Linked DNA regions of Mus musculus: regions 1, 2, 3 and 5 are each linked to region 4. The links are chromatin contacts, called in public HiChIP or PLAC-seq maps. All regions are on one chromosome and are shown on one strand. Each heading gives the region's core, a stretch centred on a gene start, on an enhancer-like site or on the middle of the called end of the contact. The rest is flanking DNA. Distances are from core to core; before and after follow the strand shown.

Evidence for each region. HiChIP or PLAC-seq counts read pairs in DNA pulled down with a chosen protein or histone mark.
Region 1: an H3K4me3 HiChIP or PLAC-seq map of the 230-238 cell line shows a contact between it and region 4, with 10 read pairs. The contact joins the enhancer-like site here to the promoter of Rraga in region 4. A contact is called at or near these places in 2 of 39 promoter capture datasets (cranial neural crest and second pharyngeal arch cranial neural crest), 1 of 15 datasets of contacts at CTCF or cohesin (large pre-B cells), 1 of 484 Hi-C or Micro-C datasets (muscle stem cells) and 11 of 115 datasets of contacts at active chromatin or transcription factors (the 230-238 cell line, astrocytes, embryonic forebrain and 5 more).
Region 2: an H3K4me3 HiChIP or PLAC-seq map of embryonic basal ganglia shows a contact between it and region 4, with 5 times the contacts expected there. The contact joins the enhancer-like site here to the promoter of Rraga in region 4. A contact is called at or near these places in 8 of 39 promoter capture datasets (the 3T3-L1 cell line, the C10 cell line, cranial neural crest and 5 more), 1 of 484 Hi-C or Micro-C datasets (granulocyte-monocyte progenitors) and 19 of 115 datasets of contacts at active chromatin or transcription factors (the 230-238 cell line, SST interneurons, cardiomyocytes and 14 more).
Region 3: an H3K27ac HiChIP or PLAC-seq map of embryonic stem cells shows a contact between it and region 4, with 4 times the contacts expected there. The contact joins the promoter of Adamtsl1 here to the promoter of Rraga in region 4. A contact is called at or near these places in 6 of 39 promoter capture datasets (cranial neural crest, frontonasal cranial neural crest, liver and 3 more), 1 of 484 Hi-C or Micro-C datasets (uterus), 10 of 115 datasets of contacts at active chromatin or transcription factors (cardiomyocytes, embryonic stem cells, fibro-adipogenic progenitors and 2 more) and 1 of 9 other capture datasets (pancreatic islet).
Region 5: an H3K4me3 HiChIP or PLAC-seq map of pro-B cells shows a contact between it and region 4, with 6 times the contacts expected there. The contact joins the enhancer-like site here to the promoter of Rraga in region 4. A contact is called at or near these places in 1 of 39 promoter capture datasets (hippocampal neurons), 5 of 115 datasets of contacts at active chromatin or transcription factors (embryonic limb bud, forebrain, large pre-B cells and 2 more) and 1 of 9 other capture datasets (adipose tissue).

The regions. Positions count from the first base shown.
Region 1 is chr4:86,019,615-86,022,314 of GRCm38.p6, reverse strand. It overlaps a transcript of Adamtsl1 not described here. Among named protein-coding and RNA genes, the nearest start is that of Adamtsl1, 33 kb to the left of the region's middle. Within about 2 kb of position 1,439, at least 64 of the 459 cell types and tissues checked have an H3K27ac peak or open chromatin away from gene starts, as enhancers often do. A contact at or near this core is called in the 230-238 cell line and muscle stem cells, where this site is marked.
Region 2 is chr4:85,836,553-85,839,252 of GRCm38.p6, reverse strand. It overlaps a transcript of Adamtsl1 not described here. Among named protein-coding and RNA genes, the nearest start is that of Adamtsl1, 220 kb to the left of the region's middle. Within about 2 kb of position 1,347, at least 41 of the 459 cell types and tissues checked have an H3K27ac peak or open chromatin away from gene starts, as enhancers often do. A contact at or near this core is called in embryonic basal ganglia, neural progenitor cells and neural stem cells, where this site is marked.
Region 3 is chr4:86,052,615-86,055,314 of GRCm38.p6, reverse strand. Adamtsl1 (ADAMTS-like 1) reads right to left here and starts at 1,340. Exons shown (of 29, transcript NM_001368621.1): 1 at 1,195-1,340. The coding sequence starts at 1,257.
Region 4 is chr4:86,574,385-86,577,084 of GRCm38.p6, reverse strand. Rraga (Ras-related GTP binding A) reads right to left here and starts at 1,412. Exons shown (of 1, transcript NM_178376.3): 1 at 1-1,412. The coding sequence starts at 1,166. The coding sequence ends at 225.
Region 5 is chr4:85,903,028-85,905,727 of GRCm38.p6, reverse strand. It overlaps a transcript of Adamtsl1 not described here. Among named protein-coding and RNA genes, the nearest start is that of Adamtsl1, 150 kb to the left of the region's middle. Within about 2 kb of position 1,262, at least 7 of the 459 cell types and tissues checked have an H3K27ac peak or open chromatin away from gene starts, as enhancers often do. A contact at or near this core is called in pro-B cells, where this site is marked.

The DNA of each region.
Region 1 (2,700 bases), core at 190-2,689, 550 kb after region 4:
ACACTAAAAAACAAAATAAAAAATCAAAATGAAGATTAAATGAAGGAAACACACATGTGATAATATCTAGTGCTCACTAGAATAAAATATTGGTTTTATTTACACAATAATTTAGTAAGCTACTTTTGATGAAGTAAGCTTGTCAAGATGACAACTGTATCTGATGTCTGTCAGGATGACAACTGGATCTGATGTCAAGATGACAACCGGATCTGATGTCAAGATGGCAACTGTATCTGATGTCAAGATGACCACTGGACCTGATGTTGTTGGATGAGTGGAAGGAAGAATGGGCAACAGAGCAGATAATTTTGTTAACACCTAGTAATTTGCAGTGCTGCTATGTCATGTTTCAAAGCATTTAGATTACATGACATTCAAAATATGGCATTCAAGAATGTACAAGAAGACACTATTGATAACTCATTATGACTTCTGAAACACGGACTAAATAGGTATCAGATACAAATATATAACTCATGTGTGGTGAGACATACATCATGCTATATCATGATATAAAAGTAACTTGTAAATGCTCACACATCTGTTCTTTGATGAGGGACAAACATGCAGACTAACATGGATTGAGAAGGTTCCAAATGCCAGGCCCGGGGAGGGGGGGGTTGGGGGTGCAAAGTGGTAAGACTGGCAAGAGAGAAACAAAGCCTTGTTTCTGTGATAATTTATTTGCATTATGGCGGTGCTTTCCACTTGTGCATCTCTGTCCCGTATGTTTCCCTAACTGAACATCCTTAGCAAGGAATCACAAGGAAGGTGAATGTTAAGATGTAATCTAGTCTTCATTGCTCTCTGACTGCACAAAACAAAACAAAACAAAATCAAAAGGAACCCACTTTTTTTCTATAATAGGAGACATTAAGAAGACAAAAAAAATTAAATATGCGCGTTCCTGGAGGCCACGAATGGAATGGCCTCAGCCCACAGTGAGAGCAGCATTGACTCCAGCCGCATATGTAGCAGAGGATGGCCTTGTTGGACATCAGTGGGAGGAGAGGCCCTTGGTCCTGAGAAGATAAAGGCCTGGGGAATGCTTTCTCTTTAGACTCTACTGCTCCAGGGATGTGACAATGCAGAACAAGAAAGACCCTGGAATTGCAATTATGAGCTTATGAGGACGATGTTGTTTAATAGCATGCTTCAGGAATGCACTGCCAAAGAACTTTCAAAGACATTTGGCTGTAAAACAGTATGGATCCACTGGAAAACGTAAAAAAAAAAGAAAGAAAGAAAGAAAGAAAGAAAGAAAGAAAGAAAGAAAGAAAGAAAGAAAGAAAGAAACTGCCAATCACTCATGACCTGCACCAGGGGACTCTGTATAGATGCAGGAGGGGGATGGGACTTTGGCACTCTAAGCGACTGCACATCTGAGGCAGGAGCTGGCGTCATCACCAGTGGAGCAGAAGGCAGCTGCCCAGCGTGTGCTGACTGCCTGCAGCCTGCTGTTTGGGTAAGCTGAGCACGGGTCCTCACTCGCTGAGCCTCTGGCTCCTGGCACGGGACTTGCAGCCAACAACAGCAAATGGTGGAGGCCATGAGGAAGCCTATGGGGCTGTCTCCCCTTCTAGGGTAACATTCTCGAGCCAAAGAAGAATTCAGTACAAGAGGGAGGTGAAGAAGGGACAAGCTTGAAACCCCAGGAAGGGGTTTCACAGTGGGAAGGTGGTTCTAACATCCTGCCTTCAGGTCCTGCTGACCCCAAAGGATATGCACCCATCACTACCCAAGGGACCAGGAGGCAGAGTTCAGTGCCTGTGTGTGGCTGTCCTGGTGGTGTTGGGTTCCCCCTGAGAGATCAAACAACAACGCTGTTAGTCTGAAGACAAAATGTAGCTATTGTCTTCAGGGAAGGCTCTGTTTTCATCAAAAGTTAAAATTTAAAACTAACAATACACCAGCGGATATGAGGCTCCCAACACACAGACAATAGAGGACTACCCGATCTGTGTTCATTCAGAGATGATGCACCTAACCCTCAAGAGACTGGAGGCCCCAGGGAGTTTAGAGGTTAGGTGGGGTGGGGGTGGGGGACATCCACGTGGAGACTGGATGTGGGGAGGAGGTGTGGGAAGTGGAACAGTTGGGGTGGACTGGGGTGTGTGTGGATAAAATATGGCGTGTAAAAAATAAACTAATTAATAAAAAGAAAGAAAGAAAGAAAGAAAAAAACCCAATTCTGACACCTCTCTGCTTTCTTCTTTTGTCCCTTTTCTGTTTCTTTCTCAGTTTTTCTGCCTCTTTGTTTCTTTCATGATCAAGTCCAGAAATGACCAATGACTGCTTTCTTGGAACTTAAGGCCAATGAAAATAACTTGATGCTATCTGCTTTGATGTTAGAATGAACACAGCATGGTATACCACTCGCCATCAGGCACACTCACAGTGGCAGAGCTTTTGCCTGCTCTCCACTGACTCACGGTGACCTGGCTCCTTTCCTTGTCACTCCAGCAGGCAGGGGGATTAGCAGGCAAGCATGTATCAGTGCCTGGGGAATGGTGCCTGGTCTTGGCACCGAGTGTGTATCAGTGTTAACAGCTGGTACATAAGTCCTGCTCAGTTAGGATTTAGTGGCAACATTCAGTCTGGGATTAGCCTAGCAAACAGGGTCGAGCTGTCTTCTTGCCAAAGCTGGGAAGCCCCAAAGGGCATGTGTTCTCCTGGGATTAATCCTGGTATTTAGGA
Region 2 (2,700 bases), core at 98-2,597, 740 kb after region 4:
CCAGGTAAACATTTGTATAGCTCAGGCTAATTTTGAAATCATAGCTAAGTAGCTATGATTTATCATTACAAATGTTGATATTATAGGTATTAACTATCATAACTACTTAGATAAGATTTCCTTATTGAGATTTTCTCATCTCAGGCAGTTCTAAAATCCTCAAATTATTGTAACTGTACCTTGCAAGCCAGATGTAAAGTTCTGATAGAAAAATGTCGAAACCACGTCTTTTATGTAGTTGTCACATTTGCCCCTCAATGGCTAGTTGTTTCATCATCTCCCTGTGAAGGAATGCTCTCCATATTCTGTATTCCATTCTCGATTTTATATAGGATGCTAGATGAAGCACGTACAATATGAGTGCCAACTACACTGGCTCTTGCTTTGCTTTGGGTAAGAATGAGTTCCATTAGGACTGAAGTCTGATCTACCGTAGATGCTTTTTGGGATTGTGGCTATTTAAAGTGGACATATCCTGATAAATGGCTGATCATGGGCCTTGGTGATGTTTAACCCAACTCCTCTGACAATTTTGGAATCCTCCTGTCCCAGGCATACACATACGCAGCTCTCCAGATGCAAATGTTTACTTGAGAGACACATGTGTGGAATTCTAGAGTAAATAGAGAGAGTGAGAACTGTCTGTAGTTGAAAGGTCTGTGGGTTAGAATTCACATGTTATATTCCTAAATGTGTCTGGAACTTCCCGAGGGATTTCAGGAAAATCACTTAACTTCCCCAACTCAGCTGAGGAATAGAAATCATATTATTTATCTGCTTTAGATTGTGCAATCATGCTTTCCTTTTTACAGTCTTAGATACTACACAACTCAACGAATCCCCAGGATATTAGAAGGATATTAACATATGCCAAGCAAACTGCAGCCTGAGATGTATCAAGTTTCCAAAGGTCTGTGTTTTTCCTGAGGAAATTTGAGACCAGGGATGATATCTGTCCTGTGGCCACATGAACAGGCGCCTCTCCATTCCCACGTTACAGGGCAGAATTCCACTGCTCCCTCACTTTCTATTCTAGTCAAATATTGGGTCTCCCTATCTTCTTCCCCACCGCCCCCATTTAATAGGAAACACATTCTCTTTCCGTAGGACACAAATAGAAGAAAAAGGGGGGGGGGAGGAGAAAGAGAGATTTAAGTAGAACTGCAGAATCTGTACCTACATACAACTTGCTAAATATATATAGATGAAAATAGCCAGAGCTGAGAGAGAGGAAAAAAAGAAGAGTGTTTTAACAGTAAAGTAAAACCACAACTAATGACTTCAGGAGACAGGAGCTAGGTGGACAAGCACAGCACTGCAGTTTTAAATATATGGGATTTGGCTTCACCTCCCCAGTAAGTGGCCTGGCACCAATTCAAATAGGCTGGTCTGGCACGCTAGTGCCTCTGTGAGGGACCACACTGGCGGATGGAAACGACCACAAAGCCACAGAGAAAGTGCAGGTTTCCAAAGGCAACAAGAAGGCAAGCAGACTGGCAGCTAAAACAATGCCAAGGCTCCTTCATCAGCAGGGAGGGGCAGCCTTGCCAAGGCAGATTTTCTTTCTCTGTACATTGGGATGGCCAACCATAAGCCTGATCAGTGGCAGGATGGGCAGTGGGTATCAGGCACCACGGAGGAGGAGCCAGGCACAGATGGCCCAAGGGCTGGCCACAAGGGAGGGCATCCTTTAAAGGATGATCGCAGAGCAATCTCTGCTCTGGGTACCATAGTGCAGAAAGCTGAGAGAGTCATGTTTGTGGAATATTTCTGTGTACTAAAAAGAGGCAATAATCTTTATGGGCTTCTAGCTCTGGAAAATATTTTTCTATACAAACAAGTTGTTTTTCATGCCATTGAAGACTGCCAAATGATTTGGTACATGAAGCATTCTTGCTTTACACTGCCTGAAAGTAAGGAATCTACTTCAGAGAGTGGAAGACACAGCAGGGGGCTTTTGTTGGCCACCAGCCACTTTTAGCATCTATGGTGGTGTCTACACAATGCCAACTCTGCTAGCTGGAAAGCTGAAGTGGAATTAAAGCTTTTTCCAAGGAGGCTGCACAATACATAATGGTATCACTATTCACTGTGAGTTGGCTGATGCCTTTGATGGTCTAACAGCCAGGCACAGTTTTCTCAGTGTTATAGCAAGGGCAAGAACTAACTTCTGAGGTTTTCAGAGGAGGCAGTTCAGACAAATTATGTCCAACTCCTTGAATGAGTTAAAAAAAATGCCAAGCACTTGTCAAAAATGATATATTCTCCAGCTGACAAGAAAACAACCATAATGATGGACATTGTGTGTTAATAGCTCTCCTTTGCTGTCTTGGCCTTAGGAGACCAACTTTGTAGCAACAATAATGATCAAGCAACTTTGACGTTTCCCATCGCTCTTCACACCTCACATGAGAATTTTATTTCATTGACAAAACCATGCAGCTTAGGTGCTTCCAGACCTAGTCGGGACATTTCTGAAGCAACAGGAACCTCTGTGACAGACACACAGTTAAGTCAAAAGCGGCAATAGGGAAGAGATGAGTCAGATGACTGGGTTGTTCTACATCACCCTATATTACCTTTGAATACCAGATGGAGAACTGGAGGAAGGAGGGATGTGTAGTGGGCAGTGTGGCTACAGGGTCCTCATGTTTTTAAAACAAGATACAGCCAAGACTTTGGAAGTCTTACAAACTATAT
Region 3 (2,700 bases), core at 91-2,590, 520 kb after region 4:
AGCTGATTACAATATGACATTGTAAGAAATAGCTCCTTGGTGTCTGGTCACTATACCCCACTGATCCTCCCGGAGTTTTCCAATTTGTAACAAATGGTTCCCTTCTCTTCATCAAAATTCCAATGTCCATCCAATTTGTCAGAATCAAAGCAGAACAAACTAACCTTTCCCCATCAACAAAACAATGTGTCTTATACAACGGTTACACTTTTACCTTCGTCTTCTCTTTCTCTTCCTTCTGAAGTAGTTCTGGTGTGTCATAATTGTGACAGGAAGAGCTAGAGTCACGTTTCTTTGCAATCAGAGTGTGCACATTTTGGAATCAAACTTTCAGATGAGGTTTACTAAACTGCTTGCCCAGAACACTCTGGTTTAAAAGAAATGTGCATTGCTATTAATATTTTGAGTGTAGATTTTTTGGACAGTATATGTTCATTTTCTGCCCATAAAACCAAGTATGAGTCACAATGGAACATTTACTTCGAGTCAAAAATGCAATGTGTGCTGATGTTCAAGAGAAGAGCCTTATCGCTGGGGCTGGAAATCAGCAGGACAAGGAGTCCAGGGATCTCTATTTGCCTTCAGAAGTAGATCTGAGATCAAAGACTTTAATCTTCAATTCATAAACATTAGCATTAACTTGAATCCATAAATGTGTATAGTAATTATGGGTTATACTCTGGTTTGATTGTAAACAGGGCTCTCGTTCCTTCCTTTTTCACCTGGTTCAAGAGTCTTTATGTATGGAGGAAAATAATTCACACAGGCACTGGGGAAACAAGAACCAAGCAAGCTCCTCACCGCCTAGCCTTCAGAAACCCCAAAATCACCATAGTGAGTTTGATCTCAGGACATCTGTCCTCAGGATCCCATGCTAACACAGTTATTTATATAGTTTTCAGCACATAATATCTGCAGAAGAATACCCTGAATTTCAAGTCTCAATATCAGTATCATTCACTAACTCTAAAAAGTCTTTTATATTTGATTTTGCTGGGAAAGTTGGGGTTAAAGTTCTCAAAGAGTTGAGGTGTACTTTGTAAGCCATGAAAATTCTTTTACCTGGAGTTGGAAGATCATACACAGACAGACAGAAGTACACACACACACACACACACACACACACACACACACCCTCCAGCAGCACCCAGACCAAGTGGCAATAGTAACGTATTGAAATGAAAAGGCATTTACCAGGAGTAGGAAAGCCAGAACGAGCAGCGGTGTGCCAGGAGCTGCCCGACGGCAGCATTCCATACTTGGATCTTTGCCGGAATCCGAATCGGACACTGAATAAGCTGCTAAGTGCTCCTCTGCCCGCTGCTGTCACATCCAGTGCTGGGGCTCACACTCCAGCCCTGCCTATCAGCTTCCATCAGCCCCGCTCACATTTCCTGAGCGAGGGTGGGTGGGTGGATGGGTGGGGGGTAAGCTGAATGGAATCTCTCTAGAGCAGGCAGCCAGCCAATCAGACTCCTGCTAATCAGACATGCTGAATAACAAAGCGGTTGGGGGGGGGGTGCGCAGAGAAAGTGAACAGTGTGAGCAGAAAAGAGAGAAAGGGACTGAAAGGCAGGGGAGCAAGGAGCTGAGCCCGAGAAGAGGAGAGATAGATGTGCACTGGCAGAAGCGCAAAGCTCAAAGAGGAAGCAGGGCTGCGCTCTGAACAAACCTGGTTAGTGCTCTGTGAGACGCGATTCTGTTTGCCATTTGCCTAGGCTGGTGTCTGTTGCTCTGGAAAGTACAGTAGCTCCCTGTGACGGTGTATTGTTCCATTCAGGAGAGAAACTTAATCCCCGTCAATATAGAACATATGCTATAAAGGGACCAAGCCCTAGTCGGGACTGAATGTGCCCTTTAAGTGTATTCGGTGCTAGCGTTCTCTTCCTCTTCTATAAAGTGCCTTTTTATTTTCCCCTTTGAGTTTGGAAAAGAATACTATAGATGGTTTGGAAAGGTCCTAACTAAACCTAACAACGGCTTTAGTTATTTTCTGTATTGGGGTCTTGGTTTAAAAATAAAGGGCTGGCAAAACCTTTCTTTGTGGATTGACAATTTGAAACATCCAATACTTACAAGTTTAAAGGTACAATAAGACTCATTTAGAGCCCCTAGTTTAAAAGAAGCCCTTGACAAAGACTCCAGGATGAGGATGTTGAAATTTGTTGTGAAACAAGTGCTGGGTTTTGACACCTTGACAGCTTTTAATTATCTGATTTAACCCATGACAGGAAAGAAAGGCTGATTTAACCCTCACTTAACCCCAAACATTCTTCATCGGACACCTGACTCAGGCTTTCTCAGAGCTGCTATGACAAAACAACAAAATTTTGAGTGGGGTACCACCTCTTTCCTCTTCGCAGTGGAAATAGGGCCAGGCAGGTTGACCTCTGAGGTGCAATCCAGCTGTAGGAAGTACTAATGGGCTCCAGAGTGTCCGCATGGCTACGGGAAAAGGCCCGAAGATTGGGAGCCTGTTTCACTCAAATCAAGCAAAGCCTGAACGGGCCAGGAGGGTTTTTATTAATATATTAAACAAGTGTTAAGTATCCAATAAGGTTGTCTTTCCTCCTTATCAGTCCAGGAACACCATTTCGGATAAAGAATAAAGCAGTGAGCAAAGCCCCATTTCCACAGGAGAAGAGTTTCCTTGCAGATCTGTCAGCCCAGAAATACCCAGAGAAGGCAGAGGGCACTTAG
Region 4 (2,700 bases), core at 163-2,662:
GTGTTAACACCACACTAACTTTTCATAAAGGCCGTCTTGAAGATCTCTACTTGATAGCTGAGTAAATAGCGTCCAATACTAAGACTAGGGAAGAGATGAGATAGTAAGCACACGTTTCAAGCTCACTTTTAAGCACATGACATTATGAATATTAAAGACAAATGATGCAAAAAAAAAAAAAACACCGTAATTCAGCATTTTACTAAAGAGCATTTGGCATTATTTCAACGCATGAGGAGGCTGTGCTTGGGCCCATCTACTCTTTCTAGCTTCTCAAAGTGTTTCCTGGCATTACGAATGTTGATCAGAGTAGCTGCAGAAGGGATGGATGGATCTGACATGACCACCATCACGTACGTGTTTGATGTAAAGATGTCGATGAAGGCAGCGAAGTTAGAATTCCTCACTTCCATGCTCTGGAAAGAAGCGGCCAATTTACTGCAGCTCAGCTTAAACTGCTTGATGATGTTGCTGATCTTCTCAAAGCGGTGCACATCTCGCTGCTCTTTGCACTGGTAGTGGGAAATCACCAAGAACGTAGCTCTCTCGAACAGCAGAACTTCATCAGCCTCAATAATCTGGGCAAAATTCCTTAGGTTCATCTCCAGCTGCTGAACGTTGGGGATCAGCTGATAGACGATGCTGGACCAGGCTTTGTAGAGCGTCTCATCCCAGATGGACGTTCGAAAACAAGCGCACTCCAGCGGGCGAGACAAACGCCTCAGGTCTTCCTCTCGCTCTTTAAAAATCAGGTCACGTTGATCTTCCTGAACCAGATCCATTTTGTGCACCAGGCAGAAGATTTTGGCGTCAGGTGAATTCTGGAGGATGGCTTCCAGACACGATTGGTAATAATGCATATCTTTTTCCAGTTCGCGGCTCTCTACGTCAAACACGTATATCAGAACCTCCACATTACGGAAGATGTTGTCCCGCTGGCTGGTGAAGTAATTTTCCATAAAGGTGTCCTGGCCGCCACAGTCCCACAGGTTCAGCACCAGGTTCCCCAAGAATCGGACGTGGGAGTGCTCCACGTCGATGGTGGCACCCAGGCGCCTAGTGTCGCGCGCAATATAATTTGCAAAGATGATCGACCTCATGCTGGTCTTCCCCGACCCGCTCTTTCCCATCAACAGCACCTTTTTCTTCATGGCTGTATTGGGCATCACCTGCCGGCGTCGCCACGGACTGGGCCTGAGGCACGGCCTAACGGCGGACCGACCAAGGATGGGGACGGCGGGACACCGAGCACCGACCGGCAGCGGAGGCCGTGCACGCGAGCTGGGGGCAGGAAAGACCGCGGCGAGGCGAGGTCTCAGAAAACAGCGCCCGAGGCAATGGCCACAGCCGCTCCGAGCTAGCGAGAGCAGACCAGTGATGTGATCAGCTTCGGCCCGGCCGCCACCCACTTCCCGCCGGCATCTCGCGAGAACTCCGAGGGCCTGCCGCCACCCACTTCCGGTGGCGACATCGCGAGAACGTCGGCTACTCCTTTGAGACCCTTGGAATTCTAAGAAACTGCTTCTTCCATTGCAATCTAGCGCACAGCGAGTTAAAATGAAAGGGCGAGCCCACGCTGGGGTTTTGTTCTGCTTGGGTTGCCCTGGGTCTTTGCAGAAGGGGTCGAGTGAACCTGGGAGGGAGAATGCTGCCCCCGCGTGGCCAAAAGTCCTCACACGCCCACTGCCATTATCACCTCAGAGAGATAATAGTGCTGTAGGCTTGACAATCAGGCAGGTAGAGGAGCGGGGATGACAAATGAAAACCAGCAGAAAGAGATTTCGAAAAACTAATTGCCCAGGGCTAGGCAGTTCCTTACCAGGGAGACATCCTGATTCCTTGTTCTTTTTACCTCAGCTTGAGAATGTGTAATTAGAATCCAAAACTCGAGTAGAGGGTAATATGGAACACCATGCAATAGCTTCGTCCTCACGGTTACCGTGTGAACAACTGTTTTCAAACCTGAGGGGGTTAACGAGTCTGAGTGCCTTAGAAGGTCTGCTCACTTAGCCATAGGCCACATGGCCTCAAGCCTTTAAGAAGAGATAAGCAGTGTCATCCAGTAAGTTGAGGCTGAGTCAGTAGAATTACCAGGGCACGTCATATTCCTAAATTAGGACACTGCATCCTTATTGTAAAGCCCTTTCCAGGTTGTATACTACACTGTACCAATGAAGACATTTTCTCACTTATTCATTCAAAAATTGGATGTTGGGGCTAGAGACATAGCTTATCATTTAAGCCATGGTCTCCCGCACAGATATGGTGCACACACACACACACACACACACACACACACTGCTCTTCCAGAGAACCTGGGTTTGCTTCCCAGCACCACTGTGACTCCTTGAAACTGTAACTTCAGTCCAGGGGATGATGCCTTCTTTCAACCTCTGTGGGCACTGCATGCATATGATGCATAGACACACAGGCAAAATATGAATTTACATAAATAATGTTTACAATATGCAAGAAAATTCAAAAGTGGGCTGGCAAGATGGCTAAGCGGGTAAGAGCACTGACTGCTCTTCTGAAGGTCCTGAGTTCTAATCCCAGTAACCACATAGTGGCTCACAACCACCCCGTAATGAGATCTGATGCCCTCTTCTGGTGTGTCTGAAGACAGCAACAGTGTACTTATCTATAATAATAAATCTCTGGGCTGGAGTGAGCAGAGGTCCAGAATTCAATTCCTAACAA
Region 5 (2,700 bases), core at 13-2,512, 670 kb after region 4:
ATATATATGTACAACATATATGATATATATGTATGTGTGTGTGTGTGTATGTGTATATGTGTGTGTTTTCTCTTAAGCGCCTTAGATAATTATATACACAAGGAAGTATCTTGCTTAAAAGAATAACAGAAATATCACAAATAAATGCCCAGAGAAGAGAACATTCAGAAAGTTTCCCAAATGAGATCTTTATCTCAAGAACTAAGTGGTAGGCCCAAATCTCTCATCCTTGTTTTCATCCTTCCAATTTTTTTTCTTATAATAGAAGCATCATTTTGAAACGAACAGAGATGTCTTTATTCTAGTTATTATCCTTTTCCTAACTTTCAGTAATGTGACTAAGCAGGTGGTAGAGTACACCTGTGGAGGAATGATTCTTCAAGACACCCTGTGGCCGTAAAAGCAATAGCAGAAATTAGACAGGTTAACTGGTTTATTTGGGGAGTAATTTGAAAGAAGGCTAAATAGTAAAAAGTAGACAAAATAATGATTTGACAATATTAAGATTTATAACATAGCCAGCAATGGAAAAACTCAATTTTAGGATTAAAGTAGAAACAGAAGCATCTCAAAGCAGGATAGGATGGTATCTCGGTGATTCACAAAGCAATCCATAAAGCACGATTTCCTGCATGTAGGTGCACATGTGTGTGGCTTTATGCAAGAAGGATCTTAGAATAAAGGTATGGAACTTGTCAGACCTTCCTGGTTCAAATTCACATTTTTTACATTGAAAATGAATGATACTCCTGAGAACAAAGGCTTTGTCCCCACCCTGTCTCTTTAGTTTATTATTTTAGTTGCTCACTAACAATCTAAGGAGTAAGTATGACTAATATTATCATTAATATTATTGTTGTTGTTGTTCGCATTTTACAGAGGATTTGGAAAACTAAGAAAAGTTTTCTAAGACTTACAGGGTGGTATGTTTATAACGGGTCAAGAGTGAGAAGAGTCAGTTTCATTTCTATGACTAGGGAGTCTCTATCAGTGTCTTCTTTGATACTTTTGGATTTAGTTTTAATTGTGTGTGTGTGTGTGTGTGTGTGTGTGTGTGTGTGTGTGTGTGTGTGTGTTTGTGTGTGTGTGTGTGTGCACGCGCACGCGTGCGCATGCATGCGTGCACACGTGTGTACATGCATGTGTGTGTGTGTGTGTGTGATGTTGCACACAACCACCAAATACACATGAATGCAATGCCTTTGGAATCCAGAAGAGGTGTCAGATCGCCTGAAGCTAGAGCTGTAGAAGGCTGTAAGTCACCTGACCTAGGTACCAGGAACCACAGATTCAGGTTCTCAGAAAGAGGAACATGTACTCAACTGCTGAGCCATCTCTTCACGCCTGAGTGGTTTTAAAGCCAATTGTTTTCTAACTGTGGTTTCTAATCCATGTTAGACCCTCAAAATTTTGAGATGCATACCTGTTTTCTGCCTGGAAAACTGAGAGTGGACGTAGTTAATAGCCTGGTGATTTTGTGCCATCTGTATAGGCCCAGGCCACACCTGAATTCACCAAAACCATTATGTTTATCCCAGAACATTCCTTCCTGACCTTTATCTTCAGCATTGTTTTTAAGTCAATAGAATCCATCCCCAGGGGAGATGTCATGTATACTTTATAGCTTAGTGACCTCTATAATGACAGAGCCCACACCAGATTCTCTCCTTGGCCCTTCAATGGTAGAATGCATTGTTATGGAAGATGTTGCATATGCATTGCAAAAGAGTTTTGATGTTTTCTTTACATGCTTAGTCACATCTTAAGCTTTATTGTAATAACTGTCACCAGGAAACTTTCTGCCAAAGTTGTACTGTACTTAAGTATGTCCAAAGTAAAAGGTCCTGGCATCAGACTCTAGCAGTTTGAACCAACGAAGGCTGCTGAGTCCTGCTGACTGAGATTCCTTCTTGACTCACATGGATCATTACCCTCCCTGATGGCAATGGCATTTGAAGAGACCCCACACACTTGAACTTGGTTACAGCAACTAGTTAGAATAGTTTATCATATAATTATTGTTTTTGTTGTGGGAGGGGAGGATGTGTGTGTACACACACAGGTGGTCTGTGTGGCTGAGCTCATGAATTCACAGGCAAGAGGGAGATGCCAGGTATCCATCTACCTTAGACTCTTTAGAGAGCATCTCTTACCAAACTTGGCCTTGCTGAGTTTTGCCTGATCTAGTAGCTTCCTGGATATACTGGTCTTTACTCCTCTGCACTGGGAATGCAGGTGCATGTGACCACACCTGCTATTTTTTCTTTTACATAAATTTGGGATCTGAATTCAGGTCCCCATGCTTGCATATCAAGCACTCTTACTCACTGAGCCAACTTCCCAGCTCCCAGGTAAGAGTATTCTGTCCCTGTTTTTGAATATTGTCTCTCTTACTAATCAAACATTTACCATATTTGGAAAGTTATCTCAATTGTTTTATTTTTTTTTACAAACAAGACTTAGTATTAATAGATACTATTAATTCATGGCAACATAACAAATAACCATACCCACTTTAGAACCTTGGTAACTTCTTTGTTTACTTGCTAAGCAATCTTGGATAAAATTTCCCTGGCATTCTGACAGCTCACGCAGAACCACTTATGTGGTAAGGTTGGAGAGAGAAAGAAAAAACTGGGTAAAAGTTTCATTACTGGATTCTTGCTAGTTGTCCCAGAGTTAGGTGCATGTATTAGTTAG